Linked DNA regions of Mus musculus: region 2 is linked to region 1. A link is a contact called in public HiChIP or PLAC-seq data. All regions are on one chromosome and are shown on one strand. The core of a region is the stretch at or near the end of the contact, and the rest is flanking DNA. Distances in the headings are between cores, read along the strand shown.

Region 1 (4,389 bases), core at 749-3,248:
TTTGCTCAGAGCACTTACTTTATTTTACATATATTTACTTATCTGTGTGCATGCTGGGTGAGCGTGGGGGTCAGGGACAGCTTGTAGGAGTTGATTCTTTCCTTCTACCATGTGGATTGTGGAGGAATGGATTTGGGTGGTCAGCCTTGATGTAGTCACCCTTACCCACCAAGCCATATTGCCAGCCCTCCAAAGTTAATCTATCTATCTATCTATCTATCTATCTATCTATCTATCTATCTATCTATCTATCTATTTATTTTTGGTTTGTTTGTTTGTTTTGAGACAGGGTTTCTCTGTGTAGCCCTGGTTGTTCTGGAACTCACTTTGTAGACCAGGCTGGCCTCGAACTCAGAGAAATCCACTTGCCTCTGCCTTCTGGGTGCTGGGACTAAAGGCGTGCGCCACCAGCACCCGGCTCAAGTTTTTTTTTTTTTTCTCCTCCGAGACAGGGTTTCTCTGTGTAGCCTTGGCTGTCCTGGAACTCACTTTGTAGACCAGGCTGGCCTCGAACTCAGAAATCCGCCTGCCTCTGCCTCCCAAGTGCTGGGATTAAAGGTGTATGCCACCACTCAAGTTATTTTTTAATGATTCATTAAATTGTAAAAGTAAGAGCTCCAGGATGGTTCAGATTTAACATGAATCTGGGACTTGCAGCTATTTAGAAATAATGTGCCCTTGAGTCTGCCCGGGTCTCCAGTGTTTCCTTCTCTGCCTCTCTTTGGACCCGAGAGCTGGACAGGTGGTGGAGTTTGCAGCTTCGGGCCTCGGAGGTGTGAGAACTGGGTTGGTCGTGGGAACATAGAGCCCTGTTTCTCAGCCTGGTAGCAGGTGTGTGGGGGCGGTACTGTATGGCATCAAGAGGCGGCAGTGAATGCCACGGCTGGGTGATTTTCAGGGCAGCTTCTGCCCCGTGGCGGATAAGAGAAGACTGTATCACGGGCAACTTGTTCAGTCTCCATTCTTGCTCATGGACACATGAGCAGAATGATCCAGAACAACCTTGGCTTGGGGTCTTGAGGTCAGATCCTAACCGGGTCAGAAGGCAGGTCCTGTTTGGAGGCAGGCCATGCGTGTGGGATAAGACCGGGGGAAAGTTCAGACTCGAGTCTGTCCTCGCGTGGGGAGGAGCTGACGGACCAGGAGCTTCAGAAGTGGACTTGGCACACGTTGGATGGCACAGTGTCTCTGTGATTAGATTCCCATCTCCAGGTTCCTTTGAGTCTCACACTGTCCTAGGGTTTCTGTTACTCTGATAAAACGCCATGACCAAAAGCAACTTGGGGAGGAAAGGGTTATTTCATCTTCCAGCCTGTAGTCTACCATCCAGGGAAGTCAGGGAAGAACTTCAAGGCAGGACCCTGAAGGCAGGAGCTGATGTATAGGCCATGGAGGGGAGCTGCTTACTGACTTGTTTCTCAAGGCTTGCTCGGCCTGCTTTCTTATAACAACTTCAGGGCCACTTCAGGGGTGTCACCACCCACAGTAGACTGGGCCACATCAAACATCCATCCAAAAAATGTACCACAGGCTTCCCACAAGCCTATCTAGTGGGGCCTCATTTGAGGGTCTCTCTTCTTAAGTGACACTGGCCCAAGTCAAGTTGGTATAAAACTAGGCAGCACACTCACCGTCACAATTTGGAATTCCCATTCAGAATGTGAGAGCTGCGTGAGAGCTGAGGCCTCTCCCCATTCTGGCTGCTGGAGGCCCAGGCAGTGCTTAGACCTGCTCCAGAGGACGTGGGCCAGGCCCTGTTAGAGCCTCGTTCTCTCCACCCCAACTCCAAAGCTCACAGGCCCTCAGTTCCTGTTCCTTGATGTGTGCTGTGAGCACACACACACACACACACACACACACACAGAGAGAGAGAGAGAGAGAGAGAGAGAGAGAGACAACAGGAAACATAGGGGCTAGCACTGCAGGGAGAAGCTATAGACTGGCCTCAGACAGCCCAAGAAGGAGTCGCTGCAGGCATCAGGGGCTGCCCGGGCAAAGGCCAGGAGACCTAAAGGTTCATGGTGGGTTTCGAGGCACTGAAGGTCCTCTGGTAGCACAGTGTTGTCACCAAAAGTGAGACTAAACAGGTAGCTGGCTTTACTCTTGGGGGGGGTGAGGTGGTAGGGATGGGGAAGGGGGCGTCGCGGGGACAGTGCTGTATGTTAGAGAGGGTAGCTCCTTCGCAGTAGAGTGTCTAATGGAGGAAGTTAAGCAAGAAAGAGACGCCCTTTCCCATCTCCCCGCCAGGACTCCCCTCACATTTCACAGGACTCCCCTCACATCTCCGAGGCCAAGTTGGTGCTCACTCCATGAGATGGAATCCCAGAGTCCCACCAGGGCTCTATGCAGAGGATCAGAAGTTAAAGTGTAAGTTAATGCAGTTACTTACCAGTGTGGCCACCAGGTGGCGCAAGTGAGCTAAGTTAGGGTAAAATTCCTCCCATCACTTTCCCATTGAACCTCGGGCCTCACTGGTGTTCAGTAAGTTAGGTTTTGTGTGTGTGTGTGTGTGTGTGTGTGTGTGTGTGTGTGTGTGTGTGTGTGTGTGTGTGTGTGTAATGTGTGTGTGTGTAATGTGTGTGTGTGTAATGTGTGTGTGTGTAATGTGTGTGTGTGTGTGTGTGTGTAAAATTCCTCCCCATCACTTTCCCATTGAACCTAGGGCCCCACTGGTGTTCAGTAAGTTAGGTTGTGTGTGTGTGTGTGTGTGTGCTTATTTATTTATTTGGTTTTTCGAGACAGGGTTTCTCTGTGCAGTCCTGGCTGGCCTCAAACTCAGAGATCCACCTGTGTCTGCCTCCCAAGTGCTGGGACTAAAGGTGTGTGCCACCACACCCGGCTTGTGTGTTTCTTTTTTAAAGTAATTTTATTTATGTTGGTGTGTGTATGACGGGAGGGGAGGCTTGTCACAGCGAGCATGTGGGGGTCCAAGGTTCTCTCCTCCCACCTTGAATTTGGACCACTTGCCTGTACAGCAAACGCTCTTACTGGCCAAGCCACCTTTCTGGCTCCTCCCACCTTGTTTTGAGACGGGGTCTTTTGTTGGTTAGATCGCTCTGAGCTTCAAGACATTCTTCTGTCTCCCCCTCCCCAGCTTACTGTAGGAATGCTGGAATTACAGGCAAGAGCTACTCTATCTGGCTTACCGCGAGTTCTGGGCATTCAAACTTGGGACCTCACACTCGTGTGCAAGTACCTGAGCCATCTCCCCAACCCCTAGGACAAGTTCTTTTAAAGATATATATTTAGATAAACAAATTATTTAAATAATATATATTATATAAGTAATATATAATATATATGTTAGTTTATGTACAATGGTGTTTTCCTGCATGTCTGTCTGTGTGAGGGTATCATTACTTGGAACAGAAGTTACAGATAGTAATGAGCTGCCGTGTTCGGAATTGAACCTGTGTCCTGGAAAGGAGCTGCCAGTGCTCCTTTAAGCACTGAGCCATCTCTCTAACCCCCTAGGGTAAGTTCTTAAAGGGTACCTTAGAGTAGGAGGTCCTGAGACTCAGAGGATTTTCATCTGTTTGTGTAAGAGGTAAATAGGGGAGCTTTTAGCATCTGGGGCTTGAGCCCTTCCTAGAAACAACCTCAGTTTATTTTGTGCCCAGTGTGTAAATCCAGCTTTGAAAATTAGCCAGGGGCAGTCCTGGGCGCAGCCAAGGTCGAATGCCACCGATAGTGACCTATGGTCTCCCTCCTCAGTACTTCAGAGTCCCCTGGGGGCTTGTCAAAAATACAGATGTCTGGGACCGACCCAGAGTGTCTGGAGGCTCCACAGTGCTAAGATGCCAGTACTCATAGCTTGGGATTGGAATGACTTGAGGCCTGGACCACCCCAGGGCTTTGCTTGGTTGCAGCCAAGCTTATAGAGATGCAATTCACATACTGCCCCACGCACGTGTTTAGAGTACACGTGTCCCAGGTTGCCTTGGCAATGGGGGGAAGTTAGAGCATGGTCAGGACCACAGGAAGAAACCTCACACTCTTGGTCATCGATCCCCGGCCACATGCAGCTCCGGGTTTCCTGTTGAAACTTTTTTTTTGGTTTCTATAGAGACAGCAGTGTGTCTAACATGTCTCCTGATAATGGACTGATGTTCTTATTTTTGTGTTGTAGATTTTCTCTCTCTCTCTCTCTCTCTCTCTCTCTCTCTTTGAGACAGGGACTCATAAAGCTCCCTCGGGCTGTCCTGGAACTCCCTCTGTAGACCAGCCTGGCCTTGAACTCATAGAGATCCACCGCCTCTGCCTCCTGAGTGCTAGGATTAAAGGCGAGCACCATGGTACCTGGCTCTCGCTTTCATGTTTGGCACAGGGTTTTCTGTATCCTGGGCTGGCTTGGAATTCCTTGAAGTTCTGATCCTCCTGCCTCTGCTT
Region 2 (4,439 bases), core at 1,107-3,606, 100 kb before region 1:
TTTACCCCCTAAGCCACCTTGATGGCTCTTGTTTCTTTTAAATGCCTTTACTTGCCTGCCTGCCTGCCTACCTTGGGGTGGAGAGTATGCCCAGCAGGGGCTATGCTTACTGTGCCCAACCTACCCATCATTAAGCTGAGCTTGAAGGACCCTTCTCTGCTGCCTGCCCTAGCAGTGTTAGTCCTGTTCTGTTCTGTGTAGCTTCAGGAACACGAGCGAGCACAGTTTCTCTGTTGTGTCAACCTTGCTCATCTGGACAAGATTATCCACCCAGCTAGTCTTCATTCCACACACTGCACTCCGACGATTCCCAAGTGTGCTAGGCAGATTGCTGTGAGTTCAAGGCCAGCCCAAGCTACGAGGTGAGACTGGTTTCCACACATGCACAAAGTATGTCTTAAGTTGATGTGTGTCCAGGACATGGACTATTTCAATTTTTAATAGATTGTCTTTGATTCTTTACAGTAAATACAGATATATCCATTAGGAACTAAAAGACTTTTTTCCTGGTAATTAGCATTTTTCTTAGAGCATTTTTCTTAGAGTAGTTGGTTCTTTGGAATGGTCACATACTTGTTAATCACTAACATGCTCCTTGCTTTTTTTTCTTTTCTTTTTTTTTTTTTTTTTGTGGTTCATGGGGAAGGTAACTATCAAATAAAGCTTTTTCATTTAAAATTCAGTAATTTGGTCTGGCAAGATAATAAATTATCTCAGCAGGTACAACTAAATAAAATTGATCAAGACTTGTGCGACAGGGTGTTGGGTGGCTGATGAGGTGGCACAGCGGGGAAGGGACTTGCTGTTAGACCTGAGCTTCATTCCCAGGATGCACATGATAGAAAGAGAGAGTGGATGCCTCCAAATTATCCTCTGCACATATCCATGTGCACCGTATAGCATTTATGCCCTCGAACACACATAGGTGTACGTACATGCACACGTGCTGAATAAATAAAATGCAATTAAAATTTAATGTTAGGAAATTCAAGACAATGGATAGACAAGTAGGTAGATCAGGAGATGATGCACATAGTAGGGGTCAGTCCAAGCTGCCTTGGGAGCAATCTTGAATTTCATATGGAGCTCTAAAGGACCTGAAATAACCACATGATTGTAGAAAGTAAAAATACAGTCTTGGAGGACTCTCATCTCCTGGTTTCAAAACTTGTGATTTGCATTTGCATGTGTATCAATGGAAAGGAATTGAGAGGCCAGGAGTAGTGTGCCCGCCCAACACACAAGCACAAACACAGCATACATGCACACACATGACGCAAACACACGCACTGCTCACTCTCCCTCCCCAGTAAAGCTGCCATAGCAATTCAAATGGGACCTCTTTTCAGCAATTGGTGCCCACAGTACAACTGTGTGTCCACACACAGACGCTGAGTTTGGACCCACGGTTCACGGGTAGAGTTCGTAGAAAAGCAGGCAACAGCGCTCATAACTAACCATGGATGAAGTCATTTCTTAGGCTTGATATCAAAAGTACAAGCAGAACAACAAATATATATTGGATCTCATACAAATGCCAGGGCCTGGTAGTGGCACATATGAGCCCAGCATTTAGGACTCAAGTGTGTGTATGAGGGGAAGGGGTGCAACGGATGGTGGTTACTATAAGTTCTGGGACAGCCAGGAATTTAGAAACTTTTTTTAAAATTCTCTTTATGGGGTTGGAGAGATGGTTGAGTGGTTAAGACCTCTGCTCTTCCAGAGGTCCCGAGTTCAATCCCCTCCAACCACATGGTAGCTTACAACCATCTGTAATGGGATCTGATGTCCTCTTGTGTGTCTGAAAATTACAGTGTATTCATACATAAAGTAAATCATAAAAATAAAAAATTCTCTTTATGCCTCAAAGAATGCCATCATGTAACACATGCCCCTGGGTTCAATCCTCAGGACTTGGGGGTGGAGTGGGGGGTGGGAGAGGGTAGAGAGCCATCAAGGGGATATGGATGGAGATAGAGATATATATGCAAAAAAAAAAAAATTCTCTGTATGTGCTTGTTGTATTCAGACTATAAAGAGTAAGCTGGAGATTTAGTCAGTGGTAAAACACTTATCTAGCATAAGCAAGATGGTGGGTTCAGTCCTCAGCTCTGTGTGTTTAAAGATATGCGGTTGGCATATCTGGAACTTTTCTCCAAAGCTTTGTGTATTGGAAAACTAGTAAGCACGTGAGGAGTAAGGCTCACCAGGGTCCAGGTAAGTCTGGACAGGGGAGTGGCTTCATGTCAGCTAGGGTGGCCAGCAAGGAAAAGACTGCACTGTGTGAATTGGTGCCTTCCTACTGCCTACTGGAGTGTGAAGTCTGAGGTCATTTGGAAAACAGCAGTTCTGCAGCCAGGTAGCATGTGACTGGGCCAGTCCATATTGGGGCGTGCTCCAGGAGAATGGCTGTCTACACTATAACCTGTACATGGATATCTAGATCTTAAATCAGTGTCGTCCCTTAGTGGTTAGGGCGTGGCACCTGCTGAGATTAGCAGATGTAGTGCACATTCCCAGCATCTTCCCGACCCACCCAGGGATGGGTTATAGAAGGTGTTGTATAGAAGGTGCTGGAGACTGCAGGGAGCAGCAGACAGAGCCTGCTGCTGATTTCCTCCACCCCTCCTGCGGTGACCTTCGGCTGTAAGGTGGAGCAGCAAGAGCTCAGCAGTAACTGAGGATAATTGAAAGCATGCTCTCCTAACACAAGTTATTTGAAACTTAAGAAATCTTTGAAATTGTCCACTTAGCACTTTGAAAACACAGCAAAACCTTGGAAAAGGAAGGACATTTATCCTGCCATTTATACAGATATAATTATAGCAGCACATTAGATTATTGTGTAGCCATAGTTAGAAGACAGGATTTGAATGCACTATCAAGAAATTTTAGTGATCTCCGAAAAAAACCCTGATGATCTGAGTTCAATCCCTGGGTCCCACATGGTAGAAGAGAACAGAAAAGACCCCTACTGGGGCTAGAGAGGTGGCTCAGCAGTTAAGAGCACTGACTGCTCTTCCAGAGGTCCTGAATTCAATTCCCAGCACCCACATGGTGGCTCACAACCATCTGTAATGGGATCAATGCCCTCTACTGGTCTGCAGGCATACATGCAAACATACCCCTGTATACATAATAAATAAGTCTTTTTTTTGTTTGTTTGTTTTTTTGTTTTTTTTTTTTTTTTGTTTTTCGAGACAGGATTTCTCTGTATAGCCTTGGCTGTCCTGGAACTCACTCTGTAGACCAGGCTGGCCTCAAACTCAGAAATCCACCTGCCTCTGCCTCCCAAGTGCTGGGATTAAAGGCATGCCCACCACCGCCCGGCAATAAATAAATCTTTTAAGGAAAGAAAAGACCCCTGACATATACATGCCTTTTCATGTATATACATACATACTGTCATTAAAAAAAGAAGAGACATTTGGGCTGGGTGTGAAGTGCTTACCTGTAATGCCAGCATTTACAAAGCTGAGGCAGGAGGTCACTTGAGATCGTGGCCAGCAGGGCTGCATAGAGAGGTTCTGTCTCACAAAATAAAATGATATGGGGCTTGGGTGGATGGCTTAGCAGTTAAGAGTACTCGATGTTCTTGGAGAGGACCCAGGTTCAGTGTTCATCACCCACGTGGCAGCTCACAACCATCCATAGGCACACAGACATATGCACACATACATGTAGGCAAAACATTCATACACATAAAACAAATGATTTTTGTAAAAAACAGAAAATACGACAAAAATTTATGGTAGTAAATGTGCTAAATACCCCCAAGTTGATAACTACCTAATATATACATGAATATGAACATTTAACTATACCCCCAAAAATGTTAGTCAAAAGTGGGGGTGTCAGGCAAGTCAAATCAGCTAAAGCTCTCCCCCTTCTTTGTTACAGCCTTCTGCCCTATAGCCACGTTCCGATCATGGGTTCCCCACATGTTAGGAAGAAGCATCAGACTCGGGTGGCTAGGAATCTGTGAGCACAGTCCCAGAGAAGCTGTGCGGTGCAGTATGGTGGACAGAGTGCTGGGGAGGTTGCCTATAGATGAGACCATGAGAGTGGGGCTCCAGTGATGAGGTCCCTGTCTCCATAAGAAGGAATGGCTGGAAGCTTGCTTCTCTCTCACCCACCAGTCCATCACTAGAAACCACCGGGCAATCCGTGGTATTGTGCCATGGGAACACCTGAGAGGACCTGGAGGAGCACAGAACCAACCTTGGCACTGCCAGTTGGGTATAGCAGCTTCAGCTGCACAGAGTGTGGCTTGAGTATAGAGCCAGAGGGTTTCTAGCTGGCATCAGACTTAAAGTGCTGGATTCAGGGACAACAAATATATCAGCTACTCTCAAACACTTAGTCATTCATACTGAGTTTTCTGCAATCTAGAGGCATAGAATGGGCTCATTGCTCATAATTCAGATGCCTGTCTGAGT

The links. HiChIP or PLAC-seq counts read pairs in DNA pulled down with a chosen protein or histone mark.
Region 2: a contact with region 1 is called in an H3K27ac HiChIP or PLAC-seq map of embryonic stem cells, with 6 read pairs. The contact joins two enhancer-like sites. A contact is called at or near these places in 1 of 484 Hi-C or Micro-C datasets (cardiomyocytes), 4 of 115 datasets of contacts at active chromatin or transcription factors (the NIH/3T3 cell line, embryonic stem cells and stem cell-derived neural progenitor cells) and 4 of 9 other capture datasets (adipose tissue, embryonic stem cells, liver and 1 more).

The regions. Positions count from the first base shown.
Region 1 is chr10:61,334,305-61,338,693 of GRCm38.p6, reverse strand. All of the region lies in intron 18 of Pald1 (phosphatase domain containing, paladin 1), which reads left to right. Among named protein-coding and RNA genes, the nearest start is that of Prf1, 39 kb to the right of the region's middle. Within about 2 kb of position 1,998, at least 33 of the 459 cell types and tissues checked have an H3K27ac peak or open chromatin away from gene starts, as enhancers often do. A contact at or near this core is called in embryonic stem cells, where this site is marked.
Region 2 is chr10:61,438,493-61,442,931 of GRCm38.p6, reverse strand. All of the region lies in intron 1 of Eif4ebp2 (eukaryotic translation initiation factor 4E binding protein 2), which reads left to right. Among named protein-coding and RNA genes, the nearest start is that of Eif4ebp2, 12 kb to the left of the region's middle. Within about 2 kb of position 2,356, at least 11 of the 459 cell types and tissues checked have an H3K27ac peak or open chromatin away from gene starts, as enhancers often do. A contact at or near this core is called in embryonic stem cells, where this site is marked.